Linked DNA regions of Zea mays: region 2 is linked to region 1. A link is a contact called in public Hi-C data. All regions are on one chromosome and are shown on one strand. The core of a region is the stretch at or near the end of the contact, and the rest is flanking DNA. Distances in the headings are between cores, read along the strand shown.

The links. A called contact is a pair of places that touch in the nucleus more often than the background predicts.
Region 2: a contact with region 1 is called in a Hi-C map of tassel, with 2.9 times the contacts expected there. The contact joins the promoter of LOC100384390 here to the promoter of LOC103647269 in region 1. A contact is called at or near these places in 2 of 25 Hi-C or Micro-C datasets (ear and tassel).

Annotation. Positions count from the first base shown.
Region 1 is chr2:170,346,395-170,352,514 of Zm-B73-REFERENCE-NAM-5.0, reverse strand. LOC103647269 (arogenate dehydratase/prephenate dehydratase 6, chloroplastic) reads left to right here and starts at 2,054. Exons shown (of 1, transcript XM_008671821.4): 1 at 2,054-4,230. The coding sequence starts at 2,251. The coding sequence ends at 3,894.
Region 2 is chr2:170,554,471-170,561,347 of Zm-B73-REFERENCE-NAM-5.0, reverse strand. LOC100384390 reads right to left here and starts at 3,224. Exons shown (of 36, transcript NM_001349059.1): 1 at 3,150-3,224; 2 at 2,039-2,304; 3 at 977-1,146; 4 at 667-883; 5 at 1-314. The coding sequence starts at 3,202.

The DNA of each region.
Region 1 (6,120 bases), core at 805-3,304:
GACAGTCCGGTGCGCCAGACCAGAGCACACTCAGTTTCTTTGCTCCTTTGTATTTAAACCCTAACTCCAATCTTTTATTGGTTTGTGTTGAACCTTTATGCACCTGTAGAACATATAATCTAGAGCAAACTAGTTAGTCCAATATTTGTGTTGGGCATTCAACCACCAAAATTAATATTGGGAAAAGATTAACCCTATTTCCCTTTCACTCACCCTTGTTGTACTCACATCCCCCAGGTCAAGAACAGGTACCACATGATGAGGCGCATGGAGGATGATGTGATGAGATCGTGAGAGGTCTAGGTCGTCGTCCCCCAGTCAACTTTGGTTGTTGTATCGTTGTCTTCGTATGATGTAATTATTTAACTATTTTGTACAGAACTCTGTTATATATTAAAGATGTGACATTCGTTTCTGTGCATGTGTCATCATATGTGTGAGACTTGATCCTAGCACACTTGGTGATTATTTCGCGCTCGGGTTTTGGACCCCTTAAATCTAGGTGTGACACTATACGCCCAGTCGGTGCAGTTCTTAGTCATTATCTGATTTGATCCCATTTTGAGTTCGGTTGAGAAAACCCCATCAAAACCCCAATTCTGACCGTATTCGACTGAGCTCAAAATTTGTGGAGACCATAGAAACACTTTTGTCAAGGTGTTAAAATTTTATCTCAATCGGAGTTCGTTTGGTTCAATTTCGCATCCGAGAACTGAATTTTGTGCTGCTGAAATCAGCACTAGATAGCGGCACAGTTTTGGACCGATTTGGACTTTTCGGTGTCCGATTTGCGATATGTTTGTTTTGCTGGTCTCGTGTGAGTCTTAGGAACATTTTATAATCATGAGATTACTGGTTTGCTGATATGGTTTTGGTTTGAGTGCTTATTTTATCTCAATTGAACTGAAGTGCATATTTTCAGTGTTTGGCAGCAAAAAATTGATTGGCTCCCATTCAACCATTGGTCGCCTCACTCCACAACCCATCATTGCTGATAGCAGGAGCCAGTGGTGGTAGCATGTAGGGATGAAAACGGTTTCGGAATTTTTCGAAATTGTGGATACCGTTTCCTGATTTTTTATGATCGGATCAGTCGGCAACGGTATTTTTTCGAAACGGTATCGGTTGTCAGGATTTTACTTTGGAATCGGTATCAAAATCGGCACGACGTTTTACAGACCGTTTTCATCTGTTACCGATTTTAGTCAGAATTTAGAATGAGAATTTCCAGAAATTAGTAAGCCGGCCAAGCTTGTGAGCTACTAGGCTGTGACCGTCCGTGTGAGGTGTGACTTCACTAACTTGTAAGGGAGTCCAATAGCTCATGAGGCCATGAGCCTATGACTGGATGAATTTGTGAGCTCGTGACTTAGCTTGTTGGCTCTTGGCTGTTGCCCACGCCGTTCTGTGAGGCAATGAGCCCATGACTGAAGGCTGCCTCTATCTGGGCGTCTTGGCTGAGTGCCCGTGCGGCCGCGCCGGCACAGCCACGGTGTGTCGGCGGCTAGGGTTCCGGCGGACGGTGACCTATAGGAGATCAAGCTTCACGGACGGTTCCCTCTCGTTTTATCGTGAACTTGTGATCTAGTTGTTATATTGTGAGCTTGTGACCTTGTGATCTGTGTGTTCAACTTGTTAAATTGTGAACTTGTGACTTGTGTGATCAACTTGTTATATTGTGAACTTGTGATATTGTGAGTTGTGAACTTGTGAGCTGTGAACTTATGGTCTTTGTGATATTTGTAAACTTTGTTGTATTGCGAAATTGTTATATTGAGATATTTTCGTATTGATATGATTACCGATTGTATTTTAGATTCTGATCGACGCCGATGTATTTTCTGTATCGAACTTTCGTTTTTAATATTTTTAAAATACCGATATCGTTTTCGTTTCCGGAGTTACCGTTTTCGATAAGAAAATGAAAACAATAATGGTTTTAGTGTTTTCTGACAATTTTTCACCTCTAGTAGCATCGGCGTGTCAGCAATGCGTATACGAAGGAAGGGCACCTCCCATCACCTTCATATTCAGAGGCCAACACAAATCTTCGCAATCAAAACAATAATATCCATTTTGAGATGAGGGAAAATAAAGCGCCTATAAGATAGACAAATAAGCTTGAGAGCTGTAGCAGCTCCGTGCACCAGGAAGCGATGGCCGGTGGCTGCTCCTATAGCCCGCGGCGAAGACGGAGGCCAGGCCACAAGGCTTTTGCTGGATGGCTTCGAGCACGGGCCGTTGGTAGAGATGGAGGAGTGTTTGATCACTCCACGGCGAGTCGGCGACGATGTTTTGCTTTGCCATCTGCCGTATCCATCCATCCGTCCGTCGCGTCGCCGCGCAGGCAGAGAAGTGAACACACACGGCACCTGCCCCGTAAAAACCACCCCGCGCCGCGCAACGCATCGGCACGAGGCTGCCTCCGGCTCCGCTCCGCTCCCCCTCCCACTCCCCCACCTAACCCCTCCCACCTACCTAACAAACCAGACGTCCAGACCAGACCAGAGCTGGCGGTGTGAGAAAAAAAAGCAGCCACCACGACCCGGGAAGGGAACACGGCCACACGGGGCGGGGGGGACCAAACCGCCGGGCCAATCCAATCCAATCCACGCGCCCGTCTCCATGGACGCCGCAGCTTTGCTCGACGCCTTCTCCGCCGCGCCGCGCCACCAGCTCCGCCCGGCAGCCTGGTGCAGATCCACGCGCTTCGCGTCCCAGGCGTGCCGCGCCACCGCCCCATTCGCCCGCGCCGACTGGCAGGCCGCCTGCGCCATCCTCGCCAGCAACAGCACGGGCGGCGCCGGCCACGATGCCAGCAGCAACAACAACGCGCAGCCAGCGCCGCGGGTCAACGGCCAGAAGCCCCCGCCAGCCCTGGAGGCGACGCCGACGCCGGACGAGCTGGATCTGGTGCCCGTGTCCAACCTCCCCCGCCCGCTCAGCATCAGCGACCTGTCCCCGGCGCCCATGCACGGGTCGCAGCTCCGCGTGGCGTACCAGGGCGTCCCGGGCGCCTACAGCGAGGCGGCCGCCGCCAAGGCCTACCCAGGCTGCGACGCCATCCCCTGCGACCAGTTCGAGGTGGCCTTTCAGGCCGTCGAGCTCTGGATCGCCGACCGCGCCGTGCTCCCCGTGGAGAACTCCCTCGGCGGCAGCATCCACCGCAACTACGACCTCCTCCTCCGGCACCGCCTCCACATCGTCGGGGAGGTCCAGCTCCCCGTCCACCACTGCCTCCTCGCGCTCCCCGGGGTGCGACGGGAGCTGCTCACCCGGGTCATCTCCCACCCGCAGGCGCTGGCGCAGTGCGAGCTGACGCTCAACGCCATGGGCCTCAACGTGGCCCGCGAGGCCTTCGACGACACCGCGGGCGCCGCCGAGCACATCGCCGCGGGGGGCCTCCGGGACACCGCCGCCATCGCGTCCGCGCGCGCCGCCGAGCTCTACGGCCTCCAGGTCCTCGCCGCCGGCATCCAGGACGACGCCGGCAACGTCACCCGCTTCGTCATGCTGGCGCGGGAGCCCATCATCCCGCGCACCGACCGGCCGTTCAAGACCAGCATCGTGTTCGCGCACGACACCGACGGCACCTCCGTCCTCTTCAAGGTGCTCTCCGCCTTCGCCTTCCGCGACATCTCCCTCACCAAGATCGAGAGCCGCCCGCACCGCCACCGCCCCATCCGCCTCGTCGACGACGCCAACGTCGGCACCGCCAAGCACTTCGAGTACATGTTCTACATCGACTTCCAGGCGTCCATGGCCGACGTCCGCGCGCAGAACGCGCTCGCGGAGATCCAGGAGTTCACCTCCTTCCTCAGGGTGCTCGGGAGCTACCCCATGGACATGACGCCGTGGGACGCCGCGCTCTCCTCTCGCGCCAGCCAGTACTAGTGATTGGGCGTAGAGCCAATTCATTGCTTTTTAATCAGTCAGTCATCACAAGAAACGTTGCTTTGGTTCTTTTTATACACTTCTCTCTCCTGCATGCTTTTTCTTTGCTTCGAATTCGGTGACCAAACTCGCAGAAGGGGCTCCTGTTTAATACGTATGGTAAGTACAGTGTATTCTTTCTTCTTTACAAACCTACTCTCTACCTTGCAGCAACAATCAAGTGAACCAATCCAAACCATCACTTCTATTTTTTTGCAACAAACAAGCATTGCTGCCTGAATCTGTATGAGCAGCACCCAAAAATGATCCATGGCCATGGAAGGAGCTTGGTGTTTCTGTTGTTGGTGCCTCTTGGGACTTGCCGCCTAGTTGGCGTTTACATTTTTTTGATTGCCTTGTCCTTCAATTACAAGCTATACTATCTAAACCCACGCACACCTACTCTGAGCTTAGAACTACAATCTATAACGAAAATAACTAAAATACAAACACGCAGCTGAGAGACACCGAAGGCGGCCTCCAATGATGGTAAGCACCTCCAATGATGATGAGCACGTTTCTCTGACTATTATAGTACATCTATCCATAAGACAACACTACAAAAAAATAGAAAAGCTTTAAGAGCTTGTTTGGTTAGTTCTTAGTAGAACTAGGTTGATTTAAATCTCAAACAATTCAATTTTTTTAAGTTTTTTTAATCCCATCTAATTTATGTATAATGGGAATAACCGAACACTGTTCCAGACAAAAAAAAAACCTGGGTGAGCCAGCGCTCGAATCCCAGCTGGCTGCGTTTACATTTGGGAGGAAGTCTGGGAGACAACGGCGGCGGGATTGGTACTTGCATGGCTTCTAGTCGGATTTGGTATCCTCGTTAAGCGGCGAAGTCGTTGATGAGACAAACCCAACGTTTATTTGGTCACACCAGATACGTGCATCAAACACCATCACAAAGCGGCGGCGGCTACCCTTTTGGTGGCTCGCATGTCGCCTCCGTAGGCCATCTCAAGTGGAACGGTGGATATGGACGTATAAAATTAAATAGTGTTTTATATCTTAGACTATATTATAAAGTAGATTTTAAAAATAGTTTTGTAATTTTAAAATAGAGACTATGATAAAATGCCATTCAAGATAGTAAAAGGAAGTAACAACCTTTTCAAAAAAAAATAGTCTAAAATAAAGTAACAACATTTTCACCTTCGTGAGTGACTAGCTAGCACGTCATGGAGCTCTATTCACCGTCACCGATAGATTGCTCAGTTTCCTTCTTCAAAGATTATTTGCCTATCCGCTTATAAATAGTTCACAGCCACTTATAAATAGTTATGGTCTGATGCCTATGTGAGATGAACATTATGACTACATTGTCTGGCGCTCTAGTTGCTTCTAGTCTGACACCTGATCTGACATCTTTGTTCACTGCCAGTTAGAGAATATGTTTCTAACCTTATGGTTCGATGTCTCCGTAAGTCGAACATTGTGGTCCAATGCCTTGTAATCCCTATTAGATTGCAGTGAACCTCAGGATCACCTTAAGTCTCTAGAATACCCATCTAAAAGATCTACACCTCAATGATGATTGTGATAAACCCTAATCTGACTGAGGGGTGCACATGGTATACCTTTTTGGCTGGTGTTGATGTTGGCAGTGTTCTCGAGGGCAGTGGCACTTGTTGATGTTGACGCTCCTCCCTTTGGAGCTCCTCCTCCAGTGGCTCCACCATCTCCTACAGTAGCTCCGACGTGGTTGTCATACTCGGTGTTAGTGAGATCAATGGGGGGCTCCTCGACCATTCCTCCCGCGAGGGATGGCGACACTGTGGAAGCCATTAGAAGTGGCAATTCTAGTCACTGGTGGGCTAAGGTGATCAGAACCTTTTGAATGTGGTAGCTAGGGTTTCGAGCGTAGGCGCGTTGGCGTTCGTGCTGGTCTATGCCTCCTTTTTATAATGTCACCGTGATCGGGGGCCACAATCATGGGTGTGGTCGTGCCCCCGATCAGGGCACTTACATGACCACATGAATAGGGAAATGTTCCCTAGCTTCTCTCCCTTTTTGTTACTAGAGAACATATACGTATCTTATATTCTCCCCTTTGTTCTCTAGGCTTCTTGTTCTTTAACTTCTCTAGGTTTCATCCATTGACAAGTTCACATACCATATGTTTCTTTCCTTGTACGACAACACCCTTTGATTGTTGAGAGCACCTAGAGAGGGGTGAAT
Region 2 (6,877 bases), core at 1,975-4,474, 210 kb before region 1:
TCCCTCTGCAAAAGCTTTGGCAAGGACCATGTATTTTCTTCCAGGATAAACATACCATACTTTTGAGGATGGAATGTTTGTAATCCCATGAAGATGGGCAGAATCATCCATAATAGGGACCAGATAAAGGAAAAGTGTCCGTGGAATAACAACATGTAGAGATGATACTTGTTCATGACCAGAAACTCTTGTGTCTTCAACAACCACCTTAGTAAACCCTAGACTCAATGCATGCAAGATACCCAAGGAATCCACTTGGGCCACAGAAGAGTTTGTCGCATACCAGCGATGATATTGTGATGGTAATTTAACCACTAGTGAAAAGGTAGAAATGGAGAGGATCGGTTAGCTTTCAGCACCAGATGCACTAAAGAAAACACAGGTAGAAAAGATATAGCAATGAGATAAAATAATATGTCATACCATAAAACAGAATCTAAAACTGGATATTTTAGCTCTGATGACATAAAAAAGATTCATTTTTCCCTGAATATGAATACAATGTGTTTTGTGTTAATTATTCATCTATTGTGTTTCTTCTCTGATATATAGCATATAACAGGAGACCATAATGCAGTTTCATCAGTGAACACAGTTAGGTTAGTTTCATTGTTCAGAGAATTCAATGTCAAATAATGACAGAACTTGATCTGTTAGAGAAGGTACCTTGAGCAACTTTCTGTCGGAATACCTTGAGTTTAAACTTCACCAAAACACCAACAGTCACGAGAACTGGTGATGATGGCTCTAGTGACATGGATTCAGCAACAGTTAATGTGATTGTGTCAATCACATGTTCAAACTGAGGCTCAAACAACTGAGCTTTAACAACCTCTTGGCCAATCTCAATACCCTTCACCACAGAGAAATCTGAACCAAGATTCTGCACAAGTACAGCAAGAAAATTCAAAATATGTATTCTTCCATACTGAAGAGTGGTAAATGTAATTGGAAAACAAGCACACAAACAGTTTACCTTGTCTTCTAGCTCAAACCGAATATTCATATCACCGCAGAAGCCACCACAGTCACTCAAATGTGTTTCTTTCAGTGGAATACGAATAAGATGATGGCTACTGTTATCAACCAACCTCGGGGTAAGGTGCCACAAAAACTGCAAGCCCACCAATGTCGAGAACACATTTTCTAAACCCAAAAGGAACCAAATTAAGTATGCTAAAATAAGAAAATATAGCAATGCCAGGAAAATAGCAGAGTTATCCTAAACGCTAAATGGTAAACAGTTGGTCATCCTTTGCTTAGCATTTAGGCCATTTTTTATGGTGTTTAAATGGAGCTAATGGCTTAAACGATTTTGTATAGCAACACTAAAATATACATATTAATGTATTTAGAATTCAAACATGCTAGAAAGTATGCATATTTATGCATGTAAAATATAAGTATTCTACCAAATGATTTTTTGGAAGAAAACTAAATCCCACTGCACCTATGTACTTACGGTGTTAATTAGTTGGGTACCAAGTGTGGTAGTTGTAATCCTCTGATCCTCTCATTGAGTAAATGGCAAATTAAATGTCCATTTAGCTCATTTAATCATGTTTAATCGATTCTGACTAAAACGGCTTTTAACGGTTTAAAAGGGTTTAAACGGCCTAACAATATAATTCACCGCTTAGGGCCTAAACGACATGGTTCGCCTTTGTTTACCATTTAGAAGTTGTGAACAGTGGAAACAGTAGTTTTGTATATAAATTTTCCCCTTTTTGTTTGTGGTTCATAGATGGTTTCATCTCTAGCCTACCCCAACTTTTTTTGGTTCTAAACGGCTATGCCTGACTGGAAAAAAGGCTTACTAAATCTAAAAGTGTTCCAAAAGGAAGCTCTTAGGTCAACAACGACTTCGGGGCATTAAGAAATAAGAACCAGAAAAGAAGGGAACAAAATGTGATGTAAACTGATGATCTACAAACAATGAACCCAAGTACTAGATAGAAAAAGCAGTATCACTGTTTATATGTACTATGTCAATTTCATAACGTAAGAATGAAAGATACAAAAGGTTCATATGAATTACCTTCATCATCGAAGGCATGTATACGTAATGTAGCAATTTCATCTAGATCAATTTTAACAGCATGGTGGAAAATACTGATCCGGGAGATCTTGTCTACGAATACTTTGCAGTGTATCGTGATTCCACTGATGATATCAGTCGCATAGACAGAAGTCTCCCTCCGGCCAGAGTATGGGGCAATTGATGCCAAACGAGCACTAGTCGAGCATCTGCTGCTATCATTATACTCTGGTTTAACTGAAATAAGGTCATGATGATCCCATGACCTGTAAACAAAGAAAACAAAGGCATTACCCTCTTAACATTGTGAAATGGGAACTCCCCGTCTCCATAAGTAGGACAGAAGCATGGTACTAGAACAGTTTCTAATTTGTGGGGAAAAAACTTGCGCTCCCTATACATCCATGCATAAGTAAAATGATTCAACTGACCAGATGATTCTACATACTTGAAGTACATTGCTACTAAATAAAACATTTACAGATACAGAATCAAACAACTAAGCACGGGTGACTATCGCCCTGAAAATGTGATGTGCATCCCAAATTCTGATCTAGTGTAGACACTGGCTTTCTCGAACACAGAAAAGAGTTGTGCATATTTGTATTAAGAGAAAAAAGAGGTAATAACCCTTACAACATGCACATGCACGGGCGAGCACAAAAACATTTGTGACTTATGCTTACAACAAAAATCGACCTTGACCAAGAGACCAGACACCTACTGGTTGCCTGCAGGCTGCATACCTAACTTAATTAAAGGTCAACATAACAGATTTAGCGTCATGCCCAAGCTACAAACATGGAAAATCAACTACTCCAAGTAAAAGGGTACAACTTCAGTTCCCCAAAAGCCCTAACCATGGCCAAACTGCTATCCTGTGGGTTCACCATGGTTCACATCAGGGCCACTGTCTGAAGCAAGCAAGAGCATGGAGCAAATCACGAAACATAAACCATCCATAATTACAAGCTGTAGCAACAACCAAACGTGGAGACACTCCACGAAACCAACGGAGCAACGCATGTCGCAGAACGGCACTCCACAGCGAGCGATCACGCAGAGCACCGAAGCAAAAAAATGTGGGCAAAGGACGGCTACAGAAGAATACCAGGAGAAGCATCCATCCCCGCCGATGAGACGGTACTCGACAGGCTTTGTCATCCGCGGGGGCAACAGCACGCTCAGGTCCGCCATGTGGGGCCCGCCTGCGGGGTTGGCGGCAGCCGAGGCGCATAGCAGCACGGCCACCACCGCGACCGCCGCCGCAAAGGCCGGCGGCGACACCATCGCCCCGCGAAGCTTGTGGAACTCTATGCAGTGACGAGCCCGGCCAGTGATAAACCCTAGTTGGAAAGGGGGGCAGGGAGGGACCCAGGAGAGGCGGAGCAAGGAAAAGTGAAAGGTGGCTTTGCGCGAGAACGGGAAAGGGAAAGCGAAGGGGACTTTCATGGACTTGGTCAGTTCAACTTTTTTTATGAGTTTTACTCTGTGGAATCTGAATATAATGGTGATTATACAGGGAGTAACATAAAAAAATTATAGGGTTAACATATCCTATGCATATCCTATGCACATGAGTTTTTTTCACATATGGTATACAGGAACTAAGAAGTTCAAAAAAATCTAAAAAATTCATATATATTCTTTCTATATTACTCGAATTATATACAAAATTTTAAGTTTAAATTCATTTATTTTACCTATAGCAAGAGATAAAATTTCTGACAAGTTTAAATTAAAAAATCGGCTAAAATGTTCTTTTTTATTACAGCTAAAACATAATGAATTTGAACTTGGATTTTTCTATATAATAGGAGTAGGATGGAAAAAATATGTATGAATTTTTTAGATTGTTTTATAAATTTGTTAGTTCATGTGCACCGCATCGATTCGGTCTATTCTGTATTCACGTTGATGTATTGACTAAAGTGATTTTCATATAAACGGATTGAAAAGCTTAATGTTTGACAGTCTGTAGCAGCTTCTAGTGGCCAGAAGCTAAAAAAGTTGAAACAAACAGAGCTCTTGTCTTTTAGTTTGGATGGGATTGAAAAACAAGTTAATTTTTTTGGGTCAATCTCCTATAATTCCCATGTGGAATCATGGATTTAGGAGGCCGTTTGGTTCTAGAGAAGTTTAACACATGTTACATTAAGTATTTAGATGCCTATCACGAGTACTCCTTCGTCCCACAAAGATTGTCGCTCTACAGCTGAAACTAGCCGGAAATGGAAAAGACTATCATGCCCTCCTCGCCATTGACTGGCTCGATGAACTCGAGCGCCACGCCATTGACTAGCTTCTCGAGGCAGCACAGCGGAGGACGAGGACGAGCCTGCATTGGTCGGTGTCGTCGTGGATCTTGTCCATGCCGCCGGCCCATGGATGCGACCGAGCTAGGCACCGTCGTGCTGCCTCCACCATCGAGTGTCGACGCGGGGCTACCTCCACCGCTGGGGTGCTAGCGGGGTTGCCTCCGCCAATGCGCGGGCAGGGCCACCTTAACCGCTGGGCGAATGTGCGGGGTACGCCGCCGCCGAGGACGGGGCAAGCTAGGCCGTCAAAGTCGTTTTGGAGACCGAGAACGGGGCAAGCTAGGCCGTCAAAGCCGATGTGGAGAACGGGAGAGAGAGATATTGAAGAAAGAGGATGGGGATAAGATGATGGCGGGTCCTACGGTGAGTCAGGGTGCGAGACGACTTTCTTTGCGGGACAAATTTTGAATCGTTGGACGACTTTCTTGGTGGGATGGGAGTATTAAATATAGTATAATTATAAAACTAATTCTATAGCTAAAACATAAAATGACGAGACAAATTTATTAAATTTAATTAATTCATTATTAGCAAATATTTATTGTAGCATCATATGAGTAAATCATAGATTAATTAGGTTTAATAGGTTTATATTATCAAGGTTATTAAAAACAACGAAACGTTGGGTGAAGTTTAACTTAAACGTTTGGGTGAAGTTTAACTTTTAAACAGTTTAAATGTAGTTTTAAATAACATATGAAATATCAATATATCAACATAGGAAAATATCAATATACCTCCAAGTAGCCAACACTGTCTAGGCCAAGCGGAGGCAGAGGAGTAGACAGTCTAAAGCTCCAAGCAGCCGACATTGTCCATAAGCAGAGGCAGAGGAGCAGACGGGCGCTGGATGGGGGAGCGGACGGACGGCTACGGCGTGGAGCGAACAATGCCGCTGGCGCACAGCCTCCCCTTGCGCGGATCGGACCTGCAACAGCCTCCCCTTACGTGGACGGTCGAGAACTCGAGAGCATGCGGACGGGCATGGGCAAGAGGAGCAGGGGCGGAGCTAGAAAGAAGATATAGGAGAGGCCAACAAGACCATAGTATATAGTAGTGTAAGAAATAATAATAATAATTATAAGTATCAAATCAATCGTATGTACATAGTAAGTAAAATTTTAGTAATTTTACATTCACATAATTTAAATTCAGCAAAACAAATTGTTAAAAGAACTCACATGTTTTACTTGAGTGCTACTCTGCGTGTTTGAATTGCATCGAAGTCATCAATAAGTTTATCTGTTGCAAACTGAATTGTTGTCTCCTTCTCGATGTAAGTTATTAAGCAATTTCTTAAGAACTCATCTTCCATCCTACTTCGAAGCCTTGTCTTAACAAGTTTTATCGTAGAAAAGGCACGCTTCGTCGTTGCTGTTGAAACTGGTAGAGTTAGAACAAGCCGAATCAACATGTTGATGAAATGTATGAGTTTTTCTGTACCGATAGAAAATAATACTAAATTGAATATAAAATGGTATATAACCTGTCGATCAAATAATATTCATCTGATTTCCCAGTTTCTGCTAGCCAGCGACAAAAATCAGCAACAGTTGTCAAATTCTAAAACTTCGAATTTGAAGTTACATCAAATTCATAACGTTGCAACTGAAGCCTTAAGATACTTCTTTCTTGCTCAGAAAAATCAGCAGGGTAAAACTTTGCAGCAAGAGAGCACACATCATTAATTTTCAATGAGTTGAATGAATTCTTAGGATCTAAAGAAGCACATAATATCAGAAGTTATGTAACTTGTTCACTAAACCTGTGGTTTAGTTCTTGAGCTTGTTGATCAACTGCACTAGTGAAAATATCATATCTTTAGTGATGCTCAATTGTGATCTCATTCCCTGCACGAGATCGAATGTAGTCCGCATATACTTCAGTCATGTTTGGAATAATGATTTCGTGCTTATTGCAAAATACTGTCACATCATTAATAAGTCTATCCCAACCATGGTCTCTCAGGTTCTGAATCAACCTTTTGGTAGTGGCAACATCATCCATAGCATTCACAATGTCCTGAGATTTATGTTGTAGCTTTTTGCAGAGTAAATCTGTAACCCCCATTAATTCCTTCATAACATGCATAATAAATATAAAGTCAAATGACATCATCAACTTAATAGCACCAACAGCCTTCGCACGCACAGCAACTGTGGTTCCTGAACCTTTTGCAATAGCAATATCTTTCAACACTAAGAATGTCGGCTTGTAAAGCTTTATAAGGCTACAAATGGAATTATAATGAGAACTCCACCTAGTTTTACCAGGACGTTGCAGAGTTCCAATTTGATTAATACATCTTCCTGTTTCAATCTCGTTAAGCTCAATGAGGTGCTCTATTTCAGCAACTTGATTAGCACGTAGATCATCATTTCTCTTAGTAGAAGACACAACCGTGTTGACAATAAGAGCAAGATGTTCAAAAAAATTATGAACTTTTGTTACCTATTTAGATGCAGCTACAAGAGCTAGCTGTAATTGATGAGCAAAACAGTGAACATAATATGCATAAGGG